4 separate regions of the Mus musculus genome follow, and regions 2, 3 and 4 are each linked to region 1. Evidence: chromatin contacts called from public HiChIP or PLAC-seq data. All regions are on one chromosome and are shown on one strand. Each heading gives the region's core, a stretch centred on a gene start, on an enhancer-like site or on the middle of the called end of the contact. The rest is flanking DNA. Distances are from core to core; before and after follow the strand shown. Region 1 holds the start of Erlin1 (ER lipid raft associated 1). Region 2 has its middle 11 kb from the start of Mir5114. Region 3 overlaps Dnmbp (dynamin binding protein). Region 4 overlaps Dnmbp (dynamin binding protein).

Region 1 (3,361 bases), core at 382-2,881:
AGGTAACAAAAACCTAGCATGGAAAGACAGACAGCGAAAGGGTTGAGTTGACAGCTGAGAGAGGGGCTTGTTTATCAAACTCTGTAGTATGTGAACGGTGAAAGCACCCCCTGCAAATTTGGGACAAATACAACACAAAGTCCTACTTTACACAACGAATAGTAAGTTCCCACAACATTCATCCTTGTCCTAAGTCATAACTCAAAAGATGAACCTTTGCAGGTTCATTAGTCATTTTTTTTGGAGTGGTATCTCCGTATGTTCTCTTCGTGGTTTTCCTGTCAGAAGGACAGTGATAAACTGGATGGAAATGTGGTCCAGGCTGGTATTTCTTATGCTAGAACTCCATCTGTTAAGACATACCACCAAAAGTATGTATTTTCTAGGATTCTGGACTGATCTAAAAGTAGAAATACCAGTTTAGGGGGCATGATGGAAATATTCAAAAATCTGCTTGTTTCAGAATAAACCACTATCCCAAGTTGTCCACAAACTGGCTTCTCTTCCCAGCTTATACCACGAGGACCTGGTGGGAAGTTAGACTTGATTTATGCCAAATCAGGTGGATGGCAACTGAGTCCACACTCTTTTTCACCTTGACTTGAAAAAAAAAAAGTGAGAAAAGTGGCCTGCAAATGTGGTTTTTGTCTCTTGGCCTTTAGGGATATATGACATTGCTCTGGTCATGAAGACTTTGGGGGACATAACCAGACAATGGGAGATTTTTTAATGAAGAAGAAAAAACCCAACTTAGTGTTGGGGAGAACTGTCTTTATGTAAGACAGAGATCCGGAAAAAATCCACAGCGGCAAACTAAACACCTGTGCAGTTGTGCGGACTATGAGAAGTCATCTCGGTTGCAGTGACTACTTCCGTGCCCCCTAAGGTGTCTTCAATTCTGTACAGAACGAACTTGGCACTAAACTGCCCCGACAACGGAAAAGTGCCCCGCCAAAGGTTAACTCCCGGCAGCTGGGATGAAACCACTTCCCAGGCAGGGCTGGAAGCAGCTCCCCTGACGCCGCGGAAAAGAGCAACTTCCCAGACTTCGCTGTGACCCATTGGACCCTTCCACTGTGCTTCTAGAACCATCGCGGGCTGCACAGGGCGGCGCTCACCTGTAGTACACGGCCAAGTGTCCCTCTTCGATCTTGTGGATGGAGGCGTACAGGAGGATCGCCACCAACCCCACCACTGCAGCCACCAGAAGCCGGGCTTGAGTCATATTCATCCTTGTTCCTCCTGAGCATGGGGAGAAGAGGAACCTCAGTCCGTTGAGTGACAGGCCAGTCCCCACCCAGGGAAGAGCCCGCGTACGGTCGCGGGCGGCTGAGGCGGGAAGCCCCGCGCTCCGGCCCCGGGCTCTCTCTCTCTCTCTCTCAGCTAAGCGCTCCCCTCGCCAACCCCCTGCGCGGGTGCCCCCGGCTCGGCGTACGTCGTGACACCTCTTCCCCGACTCCCCAAGCGTTAGGTCCCGACTGAGGGCGGCCTTGATCGCAGGCACTCGGAGGACCGCGACCCCCGAGCCTCGCCTCACCGGTCAGTGACGCATCGCCCCCGCCCGCACGTGCAGCCGCCACCCGGCCCCGCCAACTGCTGCCAACAGCCGGCCCCGCCCACCTGCCCGGTACTGCGGCTGCGCGGGGACGCAGGCGACGCAGCCCCCGCCCGCGACTCGCGAGACGGTGCGCGGGCGGGACAAAATTGGCCCCGGGTGCGCGCACAGTGTAGTGATTCTAAGTGCCCAGACGAGGACCAAGTCTCCTGGGGTGGGTCACTCGGACAGACGCTGGTTGAGGCATGCTAGTGCACAGGACCAGCCCCTCAGTGTAGGAGTTGTTCCTGCATCCTTTTGTGGTTCGTCCCTAGTCCAACTGGCAAGCACATTCTCCAGGTACACACCCTGCACTAGGGAAACTACCAGACCAGTCTCAAGGAATCAGGGGTTCGAGTTCAGAAGAGGAAGCTATTCAACCAGAATTAACCATTCAGACTTGGCCTGAATATTTATTTTGTGCCAGAATGCTACACCAGAGTGCTTTCTGAAAGCCACCCAGAAACAGGATCAGAATGATATATGTATGTTGAATGTGGAGGTCGGGATTGTCTTGTAGGCCAAAATGAGTAGTGAACGCTTGAGTTTTCATGACGGCGATAAGGTTGAAAGGAGTTGTATGGCAAGATAGGCTAGAACCAGATTTACAAAGTCTAGGATCCATTTTTCTGCTGATAGAGAAAATGTATGACAAGAAGACAGTGACTTCATTTATGGCTGTTAGGCCTGCATGCATGTCAGTCACTATCTGTGTGCCTGGTGCCCTCAGCAGTCACAAGAGGGCATTGAATCCCGTGGAACCAGAGTTAAAGGCTGTTGTGAACTGCCACATCGGTGCTGGGAATCGACCTTTTTTTTTTTTCACTGTATTTTAACATTCTATACCACGTGGACCTGGTGAGATAGCTCAGTGGGTAGAGGAGTTTGTGAACTCCTGAGGACTTCATTTTCACCCTAGACCTCACACAGAAGTGAAAAGCAGAGAACTGACTCCACAAGTTGTCCTCTGATCTCCACACATAAAGGTCCATGCCCCACACCACACACCAACACACACAATAATTAATAATCATAAAAGGTTTAGGGAATAAACCCACACCATGTGCATGTATTACAAAACAAAAACTAAAAGGAAAGGGTAGAGTTTAGAGATATAGGGACACATGGGAAATAAGGGCATTCTATTTCACTAAGGGCAGAGACAACTAGAAAAGGTTAACAAGGTTGGAAGGATTACCAAACTCCTGTGCAGGAAAATACCAGAAAGCAGTGCTTTTGGGGCATTGTATCTGTAACTGGCTGAGAGTGAAGACAGACAGGAAACTGGGAAACGGATATACAACAGCAAATACAAGGTTATGTATGATGCTAGTAACAAAGAGAATGACAGGCAAGAGAATCAATTCAGGCCTTTGTAAGAGCAAATCTAGCCACACCCCTTCAATACATGCACTAACCTGTATCGTGCATTTGATTTTTATTACCACGGAATGTATGGGACCTTGTTTGTTGCAGACCAATATTACAGTTTAGCTATTTTCATCTCCTCTGGTCCCCTTTGTTGGTATTCTGTCTAAGCTCCACTCTTACAGTTCCTGGCAGCAGCCACATATGCTCCCCCACCACCCCCCAGTTACCTGGCAACAGCCAGGTAGGCGTGGCCCCATAAAAGGGGCTGCTTGGCTCCTCCTCTCACTCTTAAGCTCTTGCCTCTCTTACCTCTTGCCTCCTTGTTTCCCATCCCGTTCCCCTGCCCCCCTCCAGGTGGCCATGGCCTGTCCCTACTTCTCTACTCTCTGCCATTCT
Region 2 (3,361 bases), core at 631-3,130, 240 kb after region 1:
CTCTAGTGCTGCTATAAGAGATGTTTATCACTATACTGGGCCTCATCTTTAGTTTTAAAAAAATGTCATTATCCTCACCCCAAAAGGAAACACTATTCCCATTCGAATGACTCCTCATGACCCTCCCACTGTATCAACAACCAATATGCTGCCTATGAATCGGTTGTTGTTTATGTCGGAGAAATAGCCATACTGTGTGTGTCTGGTAGCCTCCCTGCATGACATTCTGTGTGTCTCTTTGTAACAGGTCCCCCACCGCCCCCCCCCCCCAACCTGGTCCTTAGTTGGCTCCCAAATCTTAACACAACTAACATGGTGAAGTGATAGAAGTACTATTCAGGTCATGGAACCCAGCACATAGGCAGCACCACCCGCCAAAATGAAAACAAAGATCTAATTCATCAAAGGCCATAGCTCTGGGAAGTCTGTAAATGTACTAGCCTTGCTTTTTGGCTTCTGTAGTTCCCCTTCTGGCTAACTGTTCTTGCTAAATGTGTCAAACAAAGACATGTTTTGTATTGTGTGTGTGTGTGTGTGTGTGTGTGTGTGTGTGTGTGCTTAAAAGCTTGCCCTGAGAGAGCTGAAGAGATGGAACAGCAGTTCAGAGCATTGACCGCTTTGCCCAAGGTTCTAAGTTCAATTCCCAGCAACCACATGGTGGCTCACAGTCATCTGTAATGGGATCCGATGCCCTCTTCTGGTGTGTCTGAAGACAGCTACAGTGTACTCATATTAAAAAAAAAAAATACAAAAAAAATGCCATAAGCCGGGCGTAGTGGCGCACGCCTTTAATCCCAGCACTTGGGAGGCAGAGGCAGGCAGATTTCTGAGTTCGAGGCCAGCCTGGTCTACAGAGTGAGTTCCAGGACAGCCAGGGCTACACAGAGAAACCCTGTCTCGAAAAACCAAAAAAATAAATAAATAAATAAATAAAATAATAATAATAATAATAATAATTAAAAACAAACATCTCACCCCGAGAAAGGCTCAAGTCTGTAAGTACCAGCCAGCTAATAGACTTTCTACTGGCTTAAATCTGTGTCTAAGTCATTTCTTTGATTTATCTTCTTTGATCGATTCCTAACATTTTCACACTGGCACAAATCAGTTTTTAACTCCTCATTATGATTAACAGTCCATTGTATTTATGGGGAGCAGTTGAGTTGTCCCCCCCTTTCGGCTTCTATGAATAGTATGCTCTGCACATTTGTGTGTGTATATTCTAGCATTTGCTCTCTGTCGATTTGTGTACACAGGAATGGGATTTCTTCTGTAATAATTCTGTTTAACTTTTTTTTTTTTTGAGTAAACAGTTTTCAACAGCAGTAATGGACAGTGTCACCCACCCTTCACCATAACATTTCTCCTTTTTTTTTTCTTTTTTCTTTCTGCTTTCGGGGAAGGCCAGACCCCATGGAGTAAAGTAGAAGCTCTGCTTCCAGTAGCAAGATTGCTTTAGCCAAAGCCTCAAACCGTGCCTCCAACCTCGCCATTTCCAGGAGCAGGCAGTGTGGCTACCTCCCTGGATCACTAACGCACCTCCCACCCCACTGCGGCCAAACACACATACACAGCCCTGTGACATCATAAATTACTGTCCTGGTGACCGTACATGGAGCCCTACCAAACTCCAACTCAGGTTAAGCTGAGTGCCTGAAATAGAAGCAACATGCAACGCTCTTCCTCCAGTCCTGGCCCTCTGCCAGTGCCTGCCCGGGAGAGGTCCAGCTAGGGTGAGGAAAAGCAAGGGTCAGGCGTGCGGGCCCCTCCCGGGGTTACTCTGGGTTAGCATTGGCCCCAGATTCACTCGCGTTCACCAGGCCCAAAGCGCCTGACCCCTCGCAGCCAATCAGCGGCCTCACCGGGCTCTGCACGCATCGCTCCAATCAGGATGCGCTGCTCCTGAAGCTAGCCGGTGTACCTTGCAGTCACAGATGGAGGCTAGCCCAGTCCCTGACCTCACAACCCCCCCCCCCCCCCCCGCCTCCGCTCCCCGGACCTTGAATGTGGGCTCTGGTCGCCAGCTTTCGCCAAGGAAGGGGGTGGGGGTGTGTGCTGGCAAAGCAGCGCACGTTTTTTTTTGTTTTTTTGTTTTGTTTTTTTCCATCTACGTAGTGCAAACGCTTATGGAGGAGGAGGCAGAGCTAGGACTTAGCAAAACAGACCTCAGATTGGGTCATGGTGTAGAGGAGAGCACTCCGAAAAGCACAGCATTAATGTGATCAGGAACTTTCCAGGCTGATGTCAGCAGGCATGAAGGGGCGTGGAGTGGGCAGTGGGAGGAGAAAATGCAGGGGAGGCGGTGAGAGTCTGGAAATCTCGATATTTAAGAAACTTACTGTGATAGCAGAGGGGACCACAGGGGCTGGAAGCCTTATTCCAGGCTTTGAAAAGACTCCGATGGGGGCATGGGGAAGGAAAAGGAAGGACACATCTGAAAAGTATTTTTGGAGCAGAGTAGACATTCAGATGCTGGAATGGTGAAGTGGATGCAGGGTGGGAGGGGCACCCATGACAGGCTTTTAGCTCGAGTCGCTCTGCAGGGGCAGCCTCTGCACCAACTTAAAATAAGAAGCTTGAAACAAAGCAGGCTTGGACTGGGAGCGGGAAGTTAGTATTTAACACGGGAGTGGGAGTTGTACAAAGTTTGCTGGGATTAAAGGCAGTAATCACCACACATAATCTTAACGTGCCCTTAAATGTGGCTTGCAAGAATTGCATTGAGAATTTTTTTTTTCTGTCTCCATGTTCATCAGGGGAAAAAACGGCTGACAATTTTCTTTTTTAAAAATGTGTGTGCTCTGAACCAGTTTTTATATCAAGGTAATGCAGACTTGGCAGGGTGAACTTGGTAGTGTTCTGTATACCATATGAAACAGTTTAAGGAGCTTGGTTATTACCTCTTCCTTAAAGATTTGATAAAACTCGGCAACGAGTCAGTCTGGTGCTACATTTTGACTTTTGGGGAAACTTTTGGTTACTGTCTCAGTCTTGTTGACTTTTTAAAAAAATGATTTTAGAGCTTTATTATAGAAAGACAGGGGGAAAGAGAGAAGGTAGAAAAGAGAGAGAAGAAAGGCTAGAGAATAAAGAGGGAGAGAGAGGAGAGGAGAAGACAAAAAGAGAGAGGAGTGAGGAGTAAGAGCCGTCTTGTTGATTGTTATGAATCCATTTTAATCGTTTATGTCCTTTTGGCTTGATTTTGTGAGTCCTCTATGACTAGGAGTTTATTTATTTCTTCAATGCCTGCTAATGTATTGCCAATGATCATGGAACTGAAGATGGTTAAAAACTACTTTAGAATGTTAGGAAGTGAAGCTAGTGCACACCTTTCATTCCAGCACTCGGGAGGCTGAGCAAG
Region 3 (3,361 bases), core at 258-2,757, 190 kb before region 1:
CCTCATTCCAACCCCAACACTTCGGGTGTAAAGGGTCGGGCTGCCTCCCATCTCCTACCTGTGCCTGCTGCAGGGGCACCATGACCCTCTCAATGCACATCTCCAGATCCCGGATGTAGTCTCTCTCCGTCTGCAAAAGCTCCGCCACCACCTTGGCTCTCTTCTCCAGCATCCTCTGCTCTGGGTTTTCAGTGGACACAGACCCAAAGGGGGCCGCCAGGGATGAAGACTGGGAAGAGAGGAGCGTCATGTCTGGAAGGGGAAGGAGGACGGTCAGCAGCTGTGTGAAAGGAGGGCTCTCCAGCACTTTGAACCAGGAAGCAGTGTTCTAGGTGGGCCGGGGCTTTCCCTACAGAGGACAGCCAGGAGATCAAGCGTCCACTGTAAACACTGTAAACACTCTGCAAACTCTCTCCACAGGGATATCCTCCCAAGTATGCAGGATCCTTTTCATCTTGTCCTCGAGAGAAGCTTGACCACCTAACAATGCGCGGCCTGCTAGCTGTCTGTAAAGTCGAAAGGAAGACCAGCCTTATCGAGAACTGATTTTATTTAATCAGATATAAAACCTGCTCTATAGGCTCTGCAGCAAAGCTACCAAGCTGGGGAGTGAGGACATTGATACAGCACGTTAGGAATATTAATCTGGGGCAGTGAGATGGCTCGACAGGTAAACCCACTTGCTGCTAAGCCTGAGGCCCGGAGTTTCTTCCTTGGGATCCACAGGGTAGAAGGGAGAGACCTGACTCCCTTATGTTGTCTTCAGAACTCTACATGCTTGCTACTGTGGCACATGCTTGCCACACACATGCACACACAAAGCACATAAATAAATGTGATAAAATGTTTTAAGCAATATGAGAAAATTATTACAGGCAGAACAACTTAATATTTAAAAAAAAAGAAATATTATGAGGAACACATAACAGTGCCAACTTGGGGGGAGGGAGATCTCTGGGAGCCTGAAGGACAGCCCGGTCTAGAGAGCAAGTTCCAGTCTACCCAGGGCTAGCCATAACGGGATGTTTCCTGAAGAAGAAAAACAATTCTTCTCATTAGCACTTACAGCTCCTGGTACTTGGATGCATAGGAGAAGGCGCATAAAGAAATGAGAAAACGTTTGGTCATTTAAGAAACTGAAATAAAAACAAACAGAAGATGGCTGTGGAGTGGTCTCCGCCGAGTTTCCTTCACATTCTAAGACTGATTTAAAAATTGACAAATTTGCTAAGTCAATACAGTATGCTGTCTGGGCACAATTCAAAGCCACAGAAACAGTACATGCGGCTGGCTTTTCAGCAGACTGGATTCTCCAAAAATCTTTTCTGCTGCCCCTAATCCTAAGAAGTTAGGAATGTCAGTGTTTACAAATGGGGGCGGGAGACATCTTGCATTGCCAAGCAAGGAGGTCCTGGCAGAGGCACAGGGGGAGGGGGAGAGGGAGATCTTAACAAAGACAAGGCAGCCAGGGAAGGGCAGCCTGCCCAACCAGGACAACTTCAGTATCAAAATTAAGTCAGCTCCAATGCATTATAATCCAGTGAATCAAACAGGAACTGGGAGCCCACACCCTTAGCACACATGACAGGGAAGAAGTCTCTCTCTGAGTGGAAGTCAAACTGCAAGATCCAGAAAAATGACAAGATTTTTTTTTTTTAAGAGCATCTTTTCAAGCAAATTACCAGTAGAGGATAGGTGTGGTATGCCTGCCTCTGACCCCAGCCAGAGAATTTCAGGCCAAAACTAACCAACCAACCAAACAAACAAACAAACATACCCAACTCATCAGTTGATGATGCTGGTAATAATGGTGGTATTGAGGTGATCAGGATATTTGCATAGTTTTACATTATTATACATTACATGTTCATTCCAAAAACAAAACAAACAACAACAAAACATGCCTACACAGCTGAGAAAGGATACCTTGACCCAGGAATCAAAATCAGGGTCACCAGTAAGGGGCAAATATGGCTTCCAAATAGGCCTGGAAACATCACACACCCCTTCTGCAGTATCCCAGTCACAAATGTTGGTTCTGAAATGAGTCTTGAGGAAACATCAAACTCAAATTGAGAATGTATATTCTTCAAAAGGTCACTGTCATGGGAAAAGGAATTCCGAGGACAGTGTTCAACTATGACTGGCCAGTCCCTGCTGTGTCGAAGAAGAAAAGTTCTAAACCCAGCGTTGGGCAGGGCTGGAGAGCGGCTGTAGATTAGATAAGTGACTAGATCAAGGTAAAATCTCCTGCAGGAGCGGCCCCTTTCTGGTCTCACAATAAATACCCACTCTTACTGCTGATAGTTTGCTTGTGCCAGGCCCTGAGTTTTACCCCTACCAGGCACATAATGCACGCAATAAACTCTTAGAAAAAACTAGAGAGAGAAAGGATGAAGATGTTAAACTTAACAGCGCACGGGGAAGCCAGGCAGTGAGGGCACACACCTTTAACTCCAGCACTCGCTCAGGAGGCAGATACAGGTGAATCTCTGAGTTGGAGGCCACTCTACAGAGTGAGTTCCAGGGCAATTAGAGCTACACAGAGAAACCCTGCCTGGGAAAACCAGCCGACCAACCATGAGTGCACAGGGAGTTCCTGGTACCACGACAATCTTTCTATAAATTGTATTATTCAATACATTTAAAAACAACAGCCAACAATAGCTAGTATCTTGCTTGAACTTTATGTCACGACGCGTGGCAACATTTCACACATCCTTCTCATCCACCACAGTCTAAGGTTTCGTTCAGAAATCAGCTGCACCGTACACACAGCCTGTTTATTGCTGTGCTGGGAACGGAGCCCAGGGACTGGCCCAGGATAGACAGGTGCTTTCTTACCGCCAGCCTTGCAAGAAAATCCTTTAAACTAAATTGCTTGTTTTAAATTCTCTTTGTGGCCAGACTTTGTGGTACTTGTCTAGGCTTTTGGTTTAGTTTTTTGTTTTTGGCTTGTTGTTGTTTGGTTTTTGGGTTTTTTTTGAGGTTTTTCTGTGTGGCCTTGGTTGTGCTGGAACTCGGATTTGCGTACCAGGCTGGCCTCGAACTCACAGAGATCCTTTTCAAAGGCATAGGCTGACAGCACCCAGATTCAAAGTGACAGGTTCTTCTTATTCCCAAGTAGCTTAGATCTTGTTAGTGGCAAACTGACAAGAGAAACTCACTAACACCAGACTCTAAAACTCCCAAGAGAACACTTACCAATTCCAACCACATGGGAGCTAACTTACAAAGTATATCCCCGAACTCACGTAATATGCCAAAGCTTTAGGGTTTGTGATAGTTAACATTCCTACTTCACAAATTAAAAACCTAAGACTGGGGAGACTGACTGGCTTGTCCAAGATTCTGCAGAAAC
Region 4 (3,361 bases), core at 546-3,045, 150 kb before region 1:
GCGATTCCGGTGCCAGGACCCAAGAAATGAAGACGTTAATACTCCCACAATGATCATCCATGATTATGACTGTAATGATAAAGATCAGTGACCAATACTTACACAGTGCTTCCTCATGCCACACACTGTACGGCGTTCCACAGCAGTGAGTCCTCACAACAACCGACCTGCCCGTGCATTATTGGTTCCCATTTGGCAGATGAGAACACAGGTTCAAAGTGATAACTCCAAGTCACACAGCAAGTCAGATACAGAACGGGAATCTAAATCTGTCTGTCCCCAAAGCCTTGCCCAGGATGCTGTGTGAACCAGCCGAGGACATGACAGGCACATAACTGGCAGTTACAGCTTCTCATTAAACATTAGCTTATTAAAAACCATTTCTATAGCTAACTACAAGTTCAAATCTGTGTCATTGGCCACCAGAGAAGAAACTGTCTTCAAGTATAAACACTTCAGACCTTATTTCAACGTGGTTAATCTAATTGTGACCAGGTTTTTAAGCAGGCACACAGGGCCAAGTGTGAGGGCACGGGCCTGTCAATCCCAGCACCCAAGAGTAAGACACGCCTTGTGCCTTCTTGACGTCGTCCAAAGATCCCGAGTTAATGTGATTTACTCGGGCTGCTGGAAGCCAGTTCAGTACATACAGTACTGTGCTGCGTTTAACCACAGCTGCAGCCCTAGACAGTTACAGAGCCTCAGGCCTTTCTTGGTGCTGCCCTGCTTCCAGGTCAGCCGGTCTCATCCATCAGCTTCATTAAAAAAAAAAGATTCACATAGTTTTATCTTATGCATATGGGTGTTTTGCCTGTATGTATGTCACGTGTGTACCTGGGCATCTACCAAAAAGGATGGCAGGTCTCCTGGGACTGGAGTTACAGATGGTTGTGAGCTGCTATGTGGGTGCTGGGATTAATCTTGGGTGAGCAAGAGGACGAGCAGCCAGTGCTTTTAACCTCTGAATTATCTTCTAAGCTACCCCACCCAGTCAGTTTTTCTACCCTACATTTTTATTTTTTTGAGACAGAGTCTTACTGTGTAGTCCTAGGTGAAACTCATTATGTAGACCAGGCTAGCCTTGGACTCATAAAGACCCACCAACTTCTGACTCGCAAGTGTCAGGGCTAAGGGTGTGCGACCCCGTGCCCAATTCAACCCAACTTCTAGTTCACAGTCTACAGCACCAACCATTACTAAGAGTTCCCAGATAGATAAAAGCGGACCACCTCTGGATGGTAGGCTAGCATCCTCTGCAGAGGTAAGGGACACATGTGGGCACTGGGGGCTCAACACTTCACAAACTCTAAGGCCCCTTTCTTATTTTCTGGCTGTCTTCCAGGCATCTGAAATTGCCAGATGTCAGATTTCTACAGAAGGGTAGGTTTGTTTGTTTGTTTGTTTGTTTAAAGCAGAAATCCAAGCATAATATTTGGCAAATCTCTTAGCCATCTACATTATTAAGACAAGTCCTCAGGGTTGGGCCAAGATGGACATAATTTTCCCGTACATTTTCTCAAAGTTCTCACTGTCTGACCGAATGCACGGCTCCTCCTCTGAGCTGTGAGATAAGGAAGGGGCCTCGACCCACTGAGTTCTTGCTCTTTGGCCTCGTGAGCTGAAAGAGTTAAGAATTCCTCTTGACTCCTTTTCACAGTGGGGGGTGGGGGGGGATGACTCACAAATGCTGAGGAGACTCTGGCTCAATCAAGTCTTTTACTGACCTCCTACTCTGCAGGAATGAGTCTATAATCCCAAGGGACACACACCCTAGAAGGGCTCAGACTCCACAGGTCCGTGTGATTCATGTGTGCAGTGAGGAGGCGGGGCTTGACGTCTCCCACTTAACTCAGGTGACGCACACTCCCAGAGTTGATCCCGCCTTGTACACTTTCTAAGAAGCACCCATTGTCACCCATGCTCGGGCTATCTAGAAGCCTTCGAGTGTGTGTCGGAACTTAACCACTAGTGGCTTCTGTAAGCTGTCCCAAGTCCAGATGGAAGTTTGCAGAAGAAACTACAGGACAGATGAGCTGAGGAAAAGCTGGGAGATTACTGTCCAAATACAGCGTGCTGCCAGGGATATCAAGATGTAGAGCCCCACCCTTCCCTACTAGCGAGTGCCCATTTCTTCCTCTAAAGAGTTGAAACATAAATATCCGCAGAACAATGATTCTTCAACACCTTTTGGAAGGTAAACTCCAAAAGAGTTTGTGAAGGAAGTGGCGTCTGACCATTTGTCTGCAGGCGGGCAGCAACGCAGGCACAGGAAGAGTTAGGTAACTGCCGGAAGCGGGTTGGAATATCTGAAACCACTTATACCTCAGCCCGTAGTTCTGCTCACCTAACGGTAAACCAGCCATCTCTGGCGTAAATAGTTTCAGTCTCTAGTTTGTCTAGGTCTAACAGGGGCTAGGGATAGGCGGTGAGGAGGTAAGGGGGAGGGGACAGTGTGAGCCCTCCAGGTCAAGCGTGGGTGCCCAGAACTTCTTGTTCTGATTAGCCCAAGGACACTAAGAAAGCTACCACCTGAGTGTACACCATGCCACATGAGCCAGGAGCCTGCACCATCCACCACACTGTGGTCAGCAAGGCTCAGATCCCAGCAATTCACCCAGACTCAACAGCTATAGAGTTTAACTGTTACAGCACTAAAAGCTACCTATTTAGGGAGGAGGACAAAAGAAAGGAATGTGTGTAAGCCAGTCTTTAAGGTACAGTACGCATAACAGTATTTTAGGGAGACAAGGTAGGAATTACTCAAGGCTAGCGTGGGTCTCTCTGGATAAAAACATTGGACTAAATATGCCACTCCTGTGTGTGACTCTAATAATCAGGGAACATAAGACAAGTCTCTATTTCATGTGTGTGCATTCCCAGCTTGTCTGTCTGTGCACCACATGTGCACCACAGCCCAGAAGAAAGTGGGTCCCCCGGGACTGGAGTTACAGATGGTTGGGAGCTGCCACGTGGACACTGGGCAGTGAACCCCGATCCTCAGGAAGAGCAGCCGGTGCTCTTAACCTCTGAGCCATCCCTCCAGCCCTGAGTATGTGAAAGTTAATGCTATAAATGTAAAATTATAAAAACATTCAGAAAAAAAAAAACTGGGCGTGGTGGTGCACACATTTAATCCCAGCATTCGGGAGGCGGAGGCAGGCAGATTTCTGAGTTCGAGGCCAGCCTGGTCTATAGAGTGAGTTCCAGGACAGCCAGAGCTACACAGAGAAACCCTGTCTCGAAAAACAAAAAAAAACAAACAAATATATATATATATACACACACACATACATATATATAATATATATTGTATATATATTTATTCAGAAATAAGATTTACAACATGCCATGAAACACATAC

The links. HiChIP or PLAC-seq counts read pairs in DNA pulled down with a chosen protein or histone mark.
Region 2: an HNF4G HiChIP or PLAC-seq map of pancreatic cancer cells shows a contact between it and region 1. The contact joins the enhancer-like site here to the promoter of Erlin1 in region 1. A contact is called at or near these places in 4 of 39 promoter capture datasets (frontonasal cranial neural crest, neural stem cells, pre-B cells and 1 more), 2 of 484 Hi-C or Micro-C datasets (embryonic stem cells and erythroblasts), 2 of 115 datasets of contacts at active chromatin or transcription factors (embryonic stem cells and pancreatic cancer cells) and 1 of 9 other capture datasets (liver).
Region 3: a contact with region 1 is called in an H3K27ac HiChIP or PLAC-seq map of the NIH/3T3 cell line, with 3 times the contacts expected there. The contact joins the enhancer-like site here to the promoter of Erlin1 in region 1. A contact is called at or near these places in 9 of 39 promoter capture datasets (the 3T3-L1 cell line, 3T3-L1-derived adipocytes, cancer-associated fibroblasts and 5 more), 1 of 15 datasets of contacts at CTCF or cohesin (the NIH/3T3 cell line), 1 of 484 Hi-C or Micro-C datasets (nephron progenitors), 12 of 115 datasets of contacts at active chromatin or transcription factors (the NIH/3T3 cell line, astrocytes, bone marrow-derived macrophages and 9 more) and 3 of 9 other capture datasets (adipose tissue, macrophages and pancreatic islet).
Region 4: a contact with region 1 is called in a FOXA1 HiChIP or PLAC-seq map of pancreatic cancer cells. The contact joins the enhancer-like site here to the promoter of Erlin1 in region 1. A contact is called at or near these places in 3 of 39 promoter capture datasets (the 3T3-L1 cell line, 3T3-L1-derived adipocytes and embryonic stem cells), 1 of 15 datasets of contacts at CTCF or cohesin (the NIH/3T3 cell line), 1 of 484 Hi-C or Micro-C datasets (nephron progenitors), 6 of 115 datasets of contacts at active chromatin or transcription factors (bone marrow-derived macrophages, embryonic fibroblasts, epiblast stem cells and 3 more) and 3 of 9 other capture datasets (adipose tissue, liver and pancreatic islet).

The regions. Positions count from the first base shown.
Region 1 is chr19:44,068,154-44,071,514 of GRCm38.p6, forward strand. Erlin1 (ER lipid raft associated 1) reads right to left here and starts at 1,632. Exons shown (of 12, transcript NM_001164360.1): 1 at 1,538-1,632; 2 at 1,119-1,242. The coding sequence starts at 1,231.
Region 2 is chr19:44,312,816-44,316,176 of GRCm38.p6, forward strand. No RefSeq gene overlaps it. Among named protein-coding and RNA genes, the nearest start is that of Mir5114, 11 kb to the left of the region's middle. Within about 2 kb of position 1,881, at least 328 of the 459 cell types and tissues checked have an H3K27ac peak or open chromatin away from gene starts, as enhancers often do. A contact at or near this core is called in embryonic stem cells, erythroblasts, liver and 3 more, where this site is marked.
Region 3 is chr19:43,874,769-43,878,129 of GRCm38.p6, forward strand. It overlaps Dnmbp (dynamin binding protein), which reads right to left. Exons shown (of 16, transcript NM_028029.4): 5 at 59-252. Among named protein-coding and RNA genes, the nearest start is that of Gm24400, 19 kb to the left of the region's middle. Within about 2 kb of position 1,508, at least 42 of the 459 cell types and tissues checked have an H3K27ac peak or open chromatin away from gene starts, as enhancers often do. A contact at or near this core is called in the NIH/3T3 cell line, astrocytes, bone marrow-derived macrophages and 2 more, where this site is marked.
Region 4 is chr19:43,915,021-43,918,381 of GRCm38.p6, forward strand. All of the region lies in intron 1 of Dnmbp (dynamin binding protein), which reads right to left. Among named protein-coding and RNA genes, the nearest start is that of Gm50217, 4.1 kb to the right of the region's middle. Within about 2 kb of position 1,796, at least 186 of the 459 cell types and tissues checked have an H3K27ac peak or open chromatin away from gene starts, as enhancers often do. A contact at or near this core is called in the NIH/3T3 cell line, adipose tissue, embryonic fibroblasts and 3 more, where this site is marked.